2 separate regions of the Gossypium arboreum genome follow, and region 2 is linked to region 1. The links are chromatin contacts, called in public Hi-C maps. All regions are on one chromosome and are shown on one strand. The core of a region is the stretch at or near the end of the contact, and the rest is flanking DNA. Distances in the headings are between cores, read along the strand shown. Region 1 holds the start of LOC108483068 (glucose-6-phosphate isomerase, cytosolic). Region 2 holds the start of LOC108483084 (protein ESSENTIAL FOR POTEXVIRUS ACCUMULATION 1-like).

Evidence for each region. Hi-C and Micro-C count contacts between places; a contact is called where the count stands out from the background.
Region 2: a contact with region 1 is called in a Hi-C map of leaf, with 2.6 times the contacts expected there. The contact joins the promoter of LOC108483084 here to the promoter of LOC108483068 in region 1. A contact is called at or near these places in 2 of 5 Hi-C or Micro-C datasets (both in leaf).

What each region holds. Positions count from the first base shown.
Region 1 is chr1:76,080,713-76,084,968 of ASM2569848v2, forward strand. It overlaps LOC108483068 (glucose-6-phosphate isomerase, cytosolic), which reads left to right and starts at 1,714. Exons shown (of 24, transcript XM_053029067.1): 1 at 1,714-2,077; 2 at 2,236-2,292; 3 at 2,388-2,464; 4 at 2,563-2,644; 5 at 2,732-2,779; 6 at 2,927-3,082; 7 at 3,162-3,258; 8 at 3,364-3,406; 9 at 3,818-3,885; 10 at 3,994-4,078. The coding sequence starts at 2,242.
Region 2 is chr1:76,365,756-76,370,096 of ASM2569848v2, forward strand. It overlaps LOC108483084 (protein ESSENTIAL FOR POTEXVIRUS ACCUMULATION 1-like), which reads left to right and starts at 1,673. Exons shown (of 10, transcript XM_053029077.1): 1 at 1,673-2,083; 2 at 3,029-3,117; 3 at 3,307-4,224; 4 at 4,305-4,341. The coding sequence starts at 2,014.

The sequences.
Region 1 (4,256 bases), core at 464-2,963:
AAGAGTGAATCTGGACATATGGTTGTCCAAATTCATTCTAGAATGCTTTTACTAATTTTTATATTTAGGTGCTATTTGATAAACTAAAAATTAAGTGCTGAAAAATTAATTATTAAAAATTTAAGTAATGAATTAAAATTATAAAATAGCTTTATATATTACTTAAATGTAATTATAAAATATAATTTGATTGTTCGATAAAGATATATTTTAATTATAAAAGAAATTCTACATCTTATCCTTAAATTTTAAACATTTCAGCTTATTCTAAAAAAATTAAAATTTTAAATATAAAGTTTTTATATGATAATAAAATATTAAAGTAAATAAAATAAAATAGAATTAATTGAAAATAGTATCCTTTTAAGTGACAAGTAATTCTTACCTACTTATTATTTTCCACACTTTTCATAAAAAATTCTATCAAGTTATTTTTATTTTGACTACCAAAAAATTAAATATTGATTTAATTTTTTCAATCAAGGCCTTACATATTTTTATAAGTTTATAAATATTTAGTTATTTTATATATTTTTATAAATTTACATATTATAAGTGATAGGTTTTATATATTTTAAAAATATTATATGCTTTTATTAAAACTAAAACTTATATTTTATAAAAGTTTAAGAGTATATAAAATTACTAAAACACATCTGAAATGAATCTCTATAATTGGATGTCCAAATTTAAATGTATTTAGATCACCATTTATCGTTGTTTATTTCTTTTTACATGAAAACAATATATTTATTAATTTATATATTTTTGAAGAATTTGTAATTTTATATTTATGTTTGATACATAGCATATTAATAAGCTATCTTGTGTCATTATCGAGTTGGCTATTGGTATTACGTAAGCACAAACCAACGGTGTTAATGTGAAGATACCAAACTATGTGATGGAATATATAATTTTATTATTTTTAGCAATTTGCTATTCGCAATTCATTCCCAATAAACATATAATCATTTATTACAATTAAATTAAGAACAATTTTTTATAAAAATATATCAAACTTTTTATTAAATCAAATAACAAATGATTGTATTAGACATATATTATTTTAGATCAAAGAATGGTTATGATCTCTCTACTATGTTTAAATTTAGAATTTAGTATTTATTCTTTAATTGATATAATTTGATTCCTTTGTATAATGTTATTAGTAAGTTGAAATAGCTAATACCCTTAATTATTCTATTCAAATGTTGACTTCGGTTTTTTCTAAAAATACTTATTTCAACTTCATAGGTAGCCAAATTACATCAAATTAAAATACAATGACTAAATTCCAAATGTAAACATAGTAGACAAATCGAAACTACAATTTTACCATCATATTATAATGACTAAAAAGAGATTTGTGTCGTTAGTTAGTCTAAACATCTAACATCCTTAATATTTTGGTCCCCAACATGAATTTTTTTTAATAATACTTATTCCAATTTATTATATCAAAATATTTTTATTATAATAGTATTTATAAAAAATAAACATAAAAATTTAATCAAAATAACTAAATATATTAATTATTTGGACTAGCTAATGTGATTGTAAAATTTGAGAATCAAATTATGTTAAATTAAAATATAAAACTAAATCTTAAATATTACTATAATAAAGGGACTAAAATTAAAATTATACCATTATAAGAATAATGGCAAAAAAAAAAAGATTTTAATTATCTAGTTGGTATTATTGAATAAAAGGTGATGGACACATGGTCATCCTTACCCAATATACTATGAATTTCTTTTTACAAAACAAGAATATAGGGTATAGGGAATCGGCTTTGGAGAATAACGATGAGTCCAACCAACCTCACAGGCGCAGTCGATTAGACCGTAACGGTTCATTGAAAATATAATAAAGCTAGCGGTTCCTCGGGCCCATCGGAAATCCGTCGCCCACGGATTTCAGCCCTTAAAAGTCACAATCAATTTTCCAAAGTCGTTAAACTGGACCGGACTGGACCCAAGTTTCAATGACCGGAAATTCCTGATCCGCATCCTAATTGACATATGCCCTTCCGACCCTCCCATTTTCCACCACGTAGCATTATTACTATATTGTGAACTTCTTAACCTCGCCTCAGCTTTTTGTCAGCTCCAAGTTCCTTTTTTTTTTTCTTTATTCCATTAGTAATTTCTCTTTTCTTCTCAAATTATCATTCACCATCTTTCTCGTCGGTTTTGAGATCTCAAGTTGATTTATTACGTTTTAATATAGGTTGAGATGGCTTCGACCACTCTAATCTGCGATACCCAGCCATGGAAGGACTTGAAGGTAGCGTTTTCTGCTCATTTCTAGCTAAGAAGATTATAGCTAAAATAGCATGATAAATCTATTTGATCAACAAAGTGGGTTTGGGTTTTTTATAGGCTCATACTGAGGATATCAAGAAAACTCATCTTCGTGATTTGATGAACGACAAAGAACGATGCGAATCGATGATGGTGTAAGATCCTCTATTCAACTCCTACGATTTTTCTGATTCGATAACTGCACGAAACTTTTAATACTAATAAAATTGATGATATATAAATGTTTCTACAGTGAGTTTGATGGAATGTTTTTGGACTACTCAAGGCATTGCGCCACTCTTGAGACCATGGATAAGCTCTATAAATTAGCAGAGGTGAATTTGGATTATTTCTCGTTCGATTTAAATCATAATAGTCTTTTCGGTTTTGTTTTTTGTTTGTAATATTTCTCACAATTTCAGGCTGCTTCTCTCAAACAACAAATTAACCGAATGTATAGTGGCGAGCATGTAAGTTGAACTCTCTCCTAGGAGAAAGATAAAACTAGTTTTGGGTTTGATGTAAAGATTGGTGATGATATTGTTGAATAGCATTCCACGCCTTTTCATTCTTAGTTTTTTTTGTCGTTGCATTGCCTTTTTTTCTGGAAATTTCAGATAAATAGCACAGAAAATAGGTCAGTGCTTCATGTAGCTCTTCGAGCACCAAGGGATGCTGTTATAAACAGTGATGGAAAGAATGTGGTGCCAGATGTTTGGAATGTTTTGGATAAGATCAAGGATTTTTCAGAGAAAGTTCGCAATGGCTCCTGGGTAACTTATCGCCCTTTTTTTTACATCAAATTTGACCATCTTCCTCCTCAATTGCTGAGAGACAAATAAATCTTGGCAGGTTGGAGCTACTGGGAAACCACTGAAGGATGTTATTGCAATCGGTATTGGTGGCAGTTTCTTAGGTCCTTTATTTGTGCATACTGCTCTCCAAACAGGTTATGCTAGTGCATTTTACTATTAGTTGTGTAACCCTCGTACTTGTGACCTATGATGATGAAGTGTAGTTAATGTGTTCATGGTTTTCTCTTGATAACTCACAGACCCTGAGGCTGTTGAATTTGCAAAAGGACGCCAACTACGTTTGTAAGTACTGCTTGTTACTGCTGCTGGTATTTGTTGTGTCTACTTCCTTTCTTTCATCAAATTATAAGATTGCCTGTAAAAGGTGTCAGCAAAGGTGGGTTGAGGCCCCTTGCTTCATTTTGTTAAGACAAGGTATTAATATATATTTGAGAAGAAGCAGCAGCAGCATACTATGTTCTGTGAGGGGGAACACTTTGATGCCATTTAGGCCTGCTAAAACTGGAATGGGCATAAATGATATCAAGTAACAAAAAGTGTTTTCGTCGTGATAGATTCTCAAAATGAAATGCATGTCATTCTAGCTGCTTGTCTGACATTTTCCTTGTAATTTGTAATGCTTGCATACACAATAAGTTGTTTCATTTGGCAATTCTAGAAATTTGATGTAATCTCTTGTTTGCATTGCAACAGCCTAGCAAATGTAGATCCTATCGATATTGCTAGAAATATTGCAGGATTAAACCCCGAAACAACACTTGGTAAACTATTTTCGTTTATTCTTCTGGAAGTCTACTGTTTTTCTGTTTCCTAAACTCATTTTTGCACTGTTGATTTGTCTGATTTTATTTGCTTGTAATTTTATCCAGTTGTGGTGGTTTCAAAGACTTTTACAACCGCAGAAACTATGTTGAATGCTCGAACATTAAGGGAGTGGATTTCATCTGCTCTTGGGTTAGTTTCATATAACACTAGTTATTTCTTCGACAATGTGCATGCAGTGGCAGTTTGAGGTTCTGCTACATTTTACGTTAATACGTCAGAATTATTTCTCGGTCTAAAAATTAAGAGTGACAATGCATTGAGCAAAACAGAGATATTCTCATCTTTGAATGCTTATAATAAGTTTTTT
Region 2 (4,341 bases), core at 423-2,922, 290 kb after region 1:
AATAACATGATTTTGAAATAAAATTAACTTGAATTGAGGTAAATATTATTATATCCCTAATAAATTCAACCATCTTAATGAAGACTCAAAGTTTCACGAAAATCCTTTCATATTGTGGAGCTTACATTGAAAATTTCATGACCGCACAACGGCTGTCCCGTTTTAGACGTGGTATGCCAAAGTTTGACCCGTTGGATTAAGCTCATACTGTTTTTGGAAGCTAAATGTGGACGGTTGGCGAAGAGCTTGCGCCAATCAGCTAGGTTTCAATGCTGTGGTTTGGGATAGTAATGAACACGTAACATATGGAAGCTTATATGCAGGGTCTTGATTTGCAGGTGAATTATGTCAAGATTGAAAGTGATTCTTTGGTTTTTATCAACTTCTTTACAGCTAGTGACCATATATGTCTAGCTTGGGGACTTTAGATTGATTTTATTCTCTTCTTCATAGTTTTTACACTATGTTTGGATTGTATTAAACCTAGAGAAAGGAAATGGAAGGAAAGTAACACCCTTTTCCTTATTTGGATAGTTTCTTCTCTCCCTTGGGTTACTTCAGTTTTAATTACTCCATTTGGGAGAATAGTTAAAGAAAAAAGTGAAGTTACTTTTAATTTATCTTCTTAAATCTTTTACATGAATTATTTTTAAAAGATATAAATAAAAAATCATTGTAATCAATCATTCTCTTAATTAAACAAAAATTATAGTTTTTTTATTTTACTTAATTAATTTTATCTATCCAAATAAAATAAATACACATAATATATTCTTTTATTTAATTTTCCCCTTTCTTTTATAGATTTTTATCCAAATATAAAGTTAGTGTTGCAAGGTTGAATCATGTTTTGCGATTTGGGAACCAACCTGCTCATTATTTGGTAAAGTTTGTCGGGGTGTCGTGATGGTAGTGTCTCGTAGAGAAGTCAACCTCTTCCTTGTAGTCCATGGATTTGTATTGACATTGATTCGATTAATAATGATTTTTCGGTGCACTCTTTTTCCACTTTAGAATGGTTTTAACAAGACATCGTTTTTATAAAAAAATATTTAATTTAAAATTTTAAAAATATTAAGATTTTTAATATTATTAAATATACATATTAAATAATTATTAATATAATTATTATTTTATTATTTTATTAAAACTATTTAAAATTACAATTTTATTTTAATAATAAAATATAACATTAATAATAATTTTAAAATTTAAATAGTATTCTTAATATTTTATCAAGAATATTTTAATAATAAATATATAGAATTATAATTTTACAGTTATTTAGTAATAATTTTTATAATATAGAATATAAATATTTTAGTAGTATAAATACGGATATTTATCTAAATCCTATTTAACTTTATTTATCCTTCCGGGTCCAATGTTATGTGCTGCTATCCGCTTTTATATATGATCTCAAATTTCAATTTTAATTAGGCATTAATTATATAAAACAATATAGTTATTATAAGATAAATTTTAGTAAAATTTATTATATTTAAAAAAAGGGTTTTTGGAAAGCTGCAGTGAAACAAACATAGTGTAAGAGAAGTGGTAACTCATTCAAGCAGACAAGTGGAACAACAGAGCATGTTTGTGTAAGATATTCTTTGTAACTGTTTAGTTTTGAAATGGCAATATCTACATCCGGTAGAAGACATGAGTTCTAGGATTAGAAAGAGTGAGAAAGAGGGGAATTATGGCAAAGAATGGATGCCTTTTTCTTTTTTCTTTTTTCTTTTTCCAACGTATGAAAAATATCTAATTCTTTGAGATATTCCTTTTGATAATTTATTGCGAGTTTTTACCATTAAACGACAGCTCTTCACGTCGTACCACATTTCGACCTTAATTTCCACGGTCGTGGCGTATTACGCACCCGTCTACCTTAATCAGTTCTCACCTCGCATAGCGCAACCAAAGCGAAAAAAAGTAATAACGAAAAACAAAAAACTGCAGCAAGGGTTTTCCTCTGGTTCTCTTCTCTCTTTCGACTTTCACTGATCATCCATGGCTCATACCTCTGCTTCCGATTCCCGCCGCCTCCTCACCGTCAACCCTTCCCATCCGATCTCCAAAGGTAGTTTACCTCACCGATTTCCTTTCCCCTTCTACCATTAAGTGATTAACATCTTCTTACATTCTTCTTCTCTAAAACCCTACCTCTTACCATTTCTTCTTTTACTCATTTCTTTCTGATATTTAAATGCATTATTGTAGATTCAGTGGTTTTACGAGATTGCTTTGTGCGTGTTTTTTTTCTTAATATTTTTTAGTTTGTTGCTTCGAAGCTAGGGTTTTTGTTTTATCATCTGGAAGGTTTTTCTTTTCTCTCCTTTTTTTCTCTGGTGCCATTTTTTTGCGGTTAAGCACGGCACACTTTAGTTTCCGACTTACCGTTCTTGATATATATATATATATATATATTTCAATTTGAAAAGTACGATGTGATAAGGCGTAGTGAAGTAGTTCAATTTATTTTTTCTTTTTCAGATTAGTTCAACTCAAAACTAGTATTAGACTTTCTTTTATTGCGCTTTTTTTTTTTCAGTCTTGATTTAAATGCTATGATTTATGTGATTAATTATATAAAAAAATTGCATAGTTGTTTATTCCATTTATAAATGGCACCTTAGCTTTGTACTTACAATTGATCGTGCAATTTGTCTTGTTAGCTGCTTCATTAATGCATTTTATTGAGAAATTCCTTTGGCTTTTTATTAGTTTGAAATGCTGCTTGTGAAAGTAGGCTTCCTAAATTATGCCTTTCTAGACTTAACGCATTTTTTTTTCATTGTTTCGTGCTTCTGTTTTTCATATTCAATGATGAATCAACGTGGCAGTTTCAAGAGGCAAGTTCAGTAATTTACCAGAAAATGTGTGTATTCAATAAAATTCTGGGCTTGAGGCATTTCTAATGACTTGTTGCGTACTGTCTTTGAATGGGACTAAGCATTTTGATTTCAAATACTTGCTTTGAATAGCTGCCATGTTTCTAATTGATGCTTCTGATTATTTTATGTAGATGTTCAAGGATCTGACAATCCTATTCCTCTTTCACCACAATGGCTTCTTTCAAAGCCAGGGGAGAATAAGCCCGGAATAGGAACTATGGTATGTTATTATTGTTGTTGTGTACTGATTCTTGGTGTCCTTGTTCATTTATAGACGGGTTTAATGTTGTGTGAAGGCTTTCTCCATCCTTCTATCAACATACAGTTCTCATCTCAATAATTAGTTAATGTTCTGTTTAATATTCTTACTCTCTCAAACTCCCCCCTTAATTTTAAATCATCCATGCAGGAAAATCATTCTGTGCCATATCCTTCTCATGGAGGTCGCTCTGAAGTCATGAAGCCGTCTGGAAATGGCGAGGGGATGCATGATACCCCAAAGAAGGATGTCTTTAGACCATCCTTACTTGATATGGAAACTGGCCGCCGAGACCGCTGGCGTGATGAAGAACGAGATACCCATTCATCTCTGCTCAAAGATCACTGGAGGGATGGAGATAAAGAGCTCAGTGACACCCGCAGGGTTGATCGATTGGTAGATAACTTGCCTTCAAGACAATTTGGAGAAGCACGCCGTGCACCGACTGAGCGGTGGACTGATTCAGGTAACAGGGACTCAAATTATGATCAAAAGCGTGAGAGCAAATGGAACACACGCTGGGGACCTGATGATAAAAACAATGAAAGGTCACGAGATAAGTGGGCAGACTCTGGTAGAGATGGTGATATGCCTCTTGACAAAGGGTTGCCTCATCTTTCCAGTCATGGGAAGGATGTGAGAGAGGGGGATCACTATCGCCCATGGAGATCCACCTCTTCTCAGAGTCGAGGAAGGGGAGAGCCTCCCCATCACCAAGCGCTAACTCCAAGCAAGCAGGTTCCCACATTTTCTTATGGCCGGGGACGTGGAGAAAGTCACCCTTCAACATTTTCTGCTGGCCGTGGAAGGGGAAGTTCTGGTGGAAATTCAGGGGCTAGTATACCTTCTCATCATCAAACTCTGGGAACCATATCTGACAAGGGTGAAATTGACCATGGAGAGCCATCCCCTTTACAGTATAGTAGGAAAAAAATGCTTGACTTATATATGAGGACCGACTTGAGAATTTACCAAAAACTCATAGAAGAGCTTCTATCAGTGCCTTCACTTACACAAAATGAACCATTGGAACCTCTAGCTCTTTGTGCTCCTAATTCTGATGAAATGGTAATTATTTTATTTTTAATGTATTAGGATGGTAAACCTTGATCTAGAGTCCTCAGTTGATTTCATTGCTTCTTTGATAGCTTGTTCTAAAGGGAATAGACAGAGGGGACATAACAA